2 separate regions of the Rattus norvegicus genome follow, and region 1 is linked to region 2. The links are chromatin contacts, called in public Hi-C maps. All regions are on one chromosome and are shown on one strand. Each heading gives the region's core, a stretch centred on a gene start, on an enhancer-like site or on the middle of the called end of the contact. The rest is flanking DNA. Distances are from core to core; before and after follow the strand shown. Region 1 holds the start of Lekr1 (leucine, glutamate and lysine rich 1). Region 2 has its middle 54 kb from the start of Tiparp.

Region 1 (2,700 bases), core at 81-2,580, 84 kb after region 2:
AATTCACATGGGGCACCCCTACAGAAAGTCTGGCTTGTGGCTAATCAGCAATGAGATTTAGGTTTGAGGGGCAGTTATAGTGGCAAGGAAAATGGACTCAGGGTGATGTGTAATGAGTAGGCATAGATGAAAGTGAATTACAGCGTTTCCACGGTATTTTACCCCACTTTCAGACGGGTGCCTTCCCTTTTAGATATAAATGCTCAGTAAGGAATATTATCGCCAAAACTGTAGTTATGTGCTCTATAACAGTATTTTTGGTTAATAACAGACCAGTACACTGGCTATACAATTTCTAATATCCAGTGATGTTAAAGTTATGGTAACATTTTGTGCAATGCATAACTCAAGTGTTTGTGGTGATGCTGTCGGAAGCCTTCTGTTTCTAGCACACTGGTATGTATTCAATATGGCACATAATAATAGTTACACAATAGTAAGTAACTGTTGTTTCTGTATTAACTATACCTTTCATGACTTAGGGAAGTATTCACTATTTTCATGTGGCTATTTTCAAACTAGGTATCAACCAGCAGCTTCAATAGTTCTGGCACTATTTTGAACCACTTTTTCACCCTCCTCTCTTCAGTGTCTTTTCTTTCTATTCATGCAAATTATTCTTTAACAGTAATTACTGTCTTTTCTGCAAAGAAACTGTTTTCTTTAGTTCCTGGAGTATCAGCACTTTAGACCGCAGATAATCCTGAAAAAGGAGCAGACTACGAAGAAGACACTAATCATACTAGTGGCCTGTGTTAGTCACCAAGCATCATCTCATCCTGCTTGCTTGTCTCGTAGTAGGTCATCAATATTTGTTTTATGAATAAAGTATGAATAAAGGTAAGTCGTCAGTGCGTAAAAACCTGAGGCCTTCCACAATTTGAGTGTTCAATAGCACGTCTCATTAACAGTTCATGAGCTAAACCTTTCATCTTGACTTTCGGAATAGAATGAAATTCTACGCAAGCCTTCCCCAGTCAATCTGCCCTCGCGGCAATGGCTGAGGATGTGCTGTCATTCCATTTAAAAGCATCTTTTTCCTCCTCTTGAGAGCAATGATTGCCCCTGCAGTAGACCACACTGCCCCCCACTTCCGCTGCCTGTCGTCCCCACGGGTTCCAGACCTCAACCCGGTCCGTCACAGAACCGCGCGTAAATCCGCCCTCTCCTCCGACCCCCGCCGCCTTCGCCAGCTTCCGTCTAGCTCGCTTTTGGGACAAGTGATGCAAAGGAGCTCTGCTTCCGCGTCGGCGACGGCGTGGGCAGTGACGTCACTGCGCTCTGACGTCAGGACAACGTGCAGTGCGGTCGCCCGGGAGACCGGGGAAGCCGTTTTACACCCAGCGGAGTCCCGGGCTAGGTGAGGGTCATGGCCTTTCTCAGTTCTCAGAGGACCAGGCCGGCAGGGACTTTGTTCCGGGGCTAAGGCCAGCCGCGCGGGACGGCGGGGCAGCGGGGGCGGGGAGGAGGAAGGCAGGGCGGCCTCTCGGTGCCTCGGGCGAGGCCTGGGCCGGCGCGGTCGAGTCGGGCAGTTAGTTTCCTGCAGTCGCGGGGCGTGACCTCCCGCTCTCCTGCCCCTGACCTGCCCTCTTGTGAATCACGGCCCGGGAATGGTACTAGAGGAAGGGCCTGGAAGCAGAACCGGAGTTAATGACCGGGCGTGACACCGGTGTAAGAGTCGGAAATGAACCACCAAGGACGTTTCGGCATTTAAGAACACACACGTCTATCTCGTGACCAGTGTCACAGAGAAGGTTCGTAAACTTGCACGCAGCAGCGGCCACGTACTACTGTACTTTTGCCAAGGACAGTTTCCACATATATACTGGGAAGGACCGAAAGGAACTTGTTTAGTAAAGTAATGAATGGGCAAATTAAAAATCACAAGTTTTCTCCTGCTAAAGAGCAAACAGCCCCACAGTTCTTGAAAAGCAGAATTATCTGCGAATTCCACAGTTCTTTTCATGGGTAGTCACATCTTTGTAAAGACCCAATTCTAAAAGACTTAGAAGCCATTTCTTTAAAATACAGGCATAACAAAAATAAACGTTAAAGAAAGTAGTGCCCTTGTAGTCAGTCACCTCGGGAATTTAAGGTGCCTACCTCTTGTAACCATCATGCATTGCTTATCAGAAAAGCAGCGAGTTACTACAGTTCGTACTCACAGTTTACATGGGTTTACAATAAAATAATGTTAAAGACTTCTTTATACAGGGACAAGTTACAAATGTTCTTGGGATGAATCCAACGACTCTATCTTGGCTGCATGAAAAAAATGAGATCCCTAATTTTGTCACCATGTCTTCTGCCATGTGCATTAAAATCAGTTTCTTCTCCACCCCTGTGTCTTGGAGATCCTTCTAATTTACCAGGGTGCCATTTTTAATTTTTCTTTCATAACCAGAAGCCTTCTGATGATATAGTAATACATTAGAGTAGTCACAGTGAAAGGCATTAAATAATAAATATCCCACTGGTACCTTGAATTTATACGTTATTTAGGTCCATGCTTGCTAATACTTTTGTAGATGGTACTTTAAGAGGACATATGGTTGGTTATTTAAGGGGAAAATGGTTCTGTGGAGCCGACGATACTATCGTTTCCATTTACTAATGATGGCTTAACTGAAGGGAACAAGCCTTCTGGTTTCTCACCATGTGACTATGACAGTATCAGATTATGTACTTGGTCACTTGGAC
Region 2 (2,700 bases), core at 188-2,687:
TTTCCTTCTACCTTGTGGGTCCCAGGTATTGAACTCAGGTTTTTAGGCTTGGCAGCAAGCACCTTTCCAGCTGAGCCATCTCGCCAGCCCATAACTTCAAATTCCTCACCGCATGGAGCCTTCTTCTTGACGTTTACTTTCTAAATTGGAGGGGTCTTTTTAAAGTCGTGCTTCATGTTCATTTACACCTGCTGAGCGCTCAGCATCTCCTACATTTGAACGTTGTTTTCCCTCAAACAACTCACATTTGTCTTCTTTTTCTACAACCACACAGCCAGTTCCCCCATCCCACCTCGTGTGTGTGTGTGTGTGTGTGTGTGTGTGTGTGTGTGTGTGTGTGCACTGCTTCTGTTTTTCTCTTTTTTCTTAAAAATCTACACTGTATGAATTAGAACAAGATCATGGGATGTAGAAAAAACACATTTTTTGGCCTTTGCTCATGGGCAGCACCAATAAAATATTTCCACACAAGTAAATATTTGTATTCCCCGAGTGCTTGACATTCTCCAACACTGGAGCCCATCGCGAAGGTGGGAGCTTGTCAACGGTGGTCATAGGAGTAGGAAGGAAACTAAATCGGTTCTCAGTACTCATGGTGTGGGTGTCGGTGGGTCACGAGAACGCTCTTAGACGTGTCTTATCCCCCACCTCTTCGGCAGCAATGCTCTTTCCCGGCAGCAGAAACCTCTTTGTGTGTCTAGTAGGACACGGCACTCAGGGAATGTTGCGCTCTGCCTGCCTACAGATGACCTCCGACCCAACCTGTGGTTATGTGATATTGGCTGCCTGATTTCTGACCCTCCACTGCACCCCTTTAAATAAAGACGACATTGTTAGAATCACCACACAGCCTAGCTCTTCTACAGTGTGGAACGTCCAGACTTTGTTCGGCCTTGAGAGGAGAGTGGTCTGAAGTCATGGGACCACCTAGAAGGCACAGAGGCTTCAGCAGTTTAAAGGTAAGCTACTGAGAGCAGAGGAGGAAGTACATTTAGGGAAAGAGAAAACAAATGTTAGGATTGAAAAGGACCCAGAAGCCATCAGCTCCAGCGGTTCACAAAAGCCTCTCTATCTTGGATGGGATACACTGCTGTCTCAAAACCACCAGTACACGGAGGAATCCAAAATTGTGAATCACTGAAAATTTAGCCATCCTAGAGGTCTAGAGGAGGGACAGGACCCTTCCATGTTTATGACCACGTGGCGGCATAGATAGAACAGAGGTTACCTCTAAGTATGGGTCTATTTCTCCTTCAGGTACAGCTTAGACATTCCACATTGTGCTGAGGAGGAAAGGGTGTTCCAACATGATAATGAAAGTGAACATAGTGATCAAAAACTCCGTGCGAAAGTGAAAAGATGCAGAGAGGCTGAGCGTGGGCAGGGCTGGGTATCCAGAATACTTCACATTCCTCCACACCAAGGCTCCAAAGCACGCAGAGCCAGGGGTGGCACTCGGATCCGAACAGCTTGGAGGCCTGGGAAATGTGGACTCCACTGTGTCTAGTTTCTTGACTCTTACCTATCCCGGTGCACGGTGGACCGGAGAGCAGACTCAGTTAAATTCACTCTGAAGATTCAGAGGCCAAGAGGCCAGGAGCTATGACCACGCCTTCCGCCACAGAAGTGAGGGTGGGAAGCTATAATGCAGTTGTTTTTCTGTTAAAAACAGAACTGAACAAAACAAAACGAAAACAGACTCCGAAGGAAAGAACATCTTAAGTTCAGAATTTGGGGGGAAGGGGGTTGGGGGTGGGGGAAGTGCAGAGGGTTAGAACTTAGAACCATTTCTCTGATCTGAGTGGCCTCCTCCACCACATTCAGGTTTTAACTTCTTTTTAAAAGTGTTTGTTTCTTCCTCAAAACCATGTAGCAAAGCAGAAGGCATCATTTCTCAGAGCGAGTTCAGGTGGATGAAGGGGGATGTGTGTCTTGCTCCGGGAGTGTCTGAGAGAGCAGTTCAGTAAACACAGACTAGGCAGCGCACCAGCCTTTCCTCTACTTTGAGTCAGCCCCAAGCTTTGTCGCTAATAGAGGACGGGATCCGCACCCCCCCCCCCCCCCCGCGCTTTTGTTTTTCTTAACCCTTCGGGTAGTGCCAGGGGGAATTCCACAGTACAACAGGGAGTCAAGGGGCAGTGTCTATGGCATGGAGGAGCCCAGCAAGATCCAAGTGCTGAATGCATTTTTCCCACCGTGGGGATTCAAGCGAACTACCTTTATTTTTCTCCATTTAGCAAGAGCAAAGAAAATCCCAGCCATAAAGGCATATGTTCTGGTTCAAGGTCATAGAGCTTGTTCTTTTCTGAAAGAGGAGACTGGCTCAGGAAGACAGCCCAGAGTTGCTCTCTTGGAGGAAGACAGCTTGAGAGGGTCTCCATGCCCCCTCAGAACTTTTCTTATTAGTAGTGTCAAAAAGAAAAAAAATATCAACTCAAGGAAAAAAAAAGCTGAGTGGAGATGATTTCGTCGATAGCATTTTAAGTATTATAAATAGAATCAGATCACGTAACTAGTGCGTGCCAGCCTGGAACCTTGTTAGATTACCTAACGTGCTGGACAGGGGGACGGCGTGGGTAGTTGTGGATTCCTGGTTTTGGGAAGATGTCTGTGAAGCAGCACACACCTGGGAAAGCCATTTCCCGTGCCCTCCCCTCCGTCCTGAGGCCTCACAAGCTCTCAGGGCCTGAAGACTTCTGA

What was found. A called contact is a pair of places that touch in the nucleus more often than the background predicts.
Region 1: a contact with region 2 is called in a Hi-C map of Schwann cells, with 1.8 times the contacts expected there. The contact joins the promoter of Lekr1 here to the enhancer-like site in region 2. A contact is called at or near these places in 2 of 12 Hi-C or Micro-C datasets (the A7r5 cell line and Schwann cells).

Annotation. Positions count from the first base shown.
Region 1 is chr2:152,199,852-152,202,551 of GRCr8, forward strand. Lekr1 (leucine, glutamate and lysine rich 1) reads left to right here and starts at 1,331. Exons shown (of 13, transcript NM_001115029.2): 1 at 1,331-1,754.
Region 2 is chr2:152,116,149-152,118,848 of GRCr8, forward strand. No RefSeq gene overlaps it. Among named protein-coding and RNA genes, the nearest start is that of Tiparp, 54 kb to the left of the region's middle. Within about 2 kb of position 1,438, at least 11 of the 93 cell types and tissues checked have an H3K27ac peak or open chromatin away from gene starts, as enhancers often do. A contact at or near this core is called in the A7r5 cell line and Schwann cells, where this site is marked.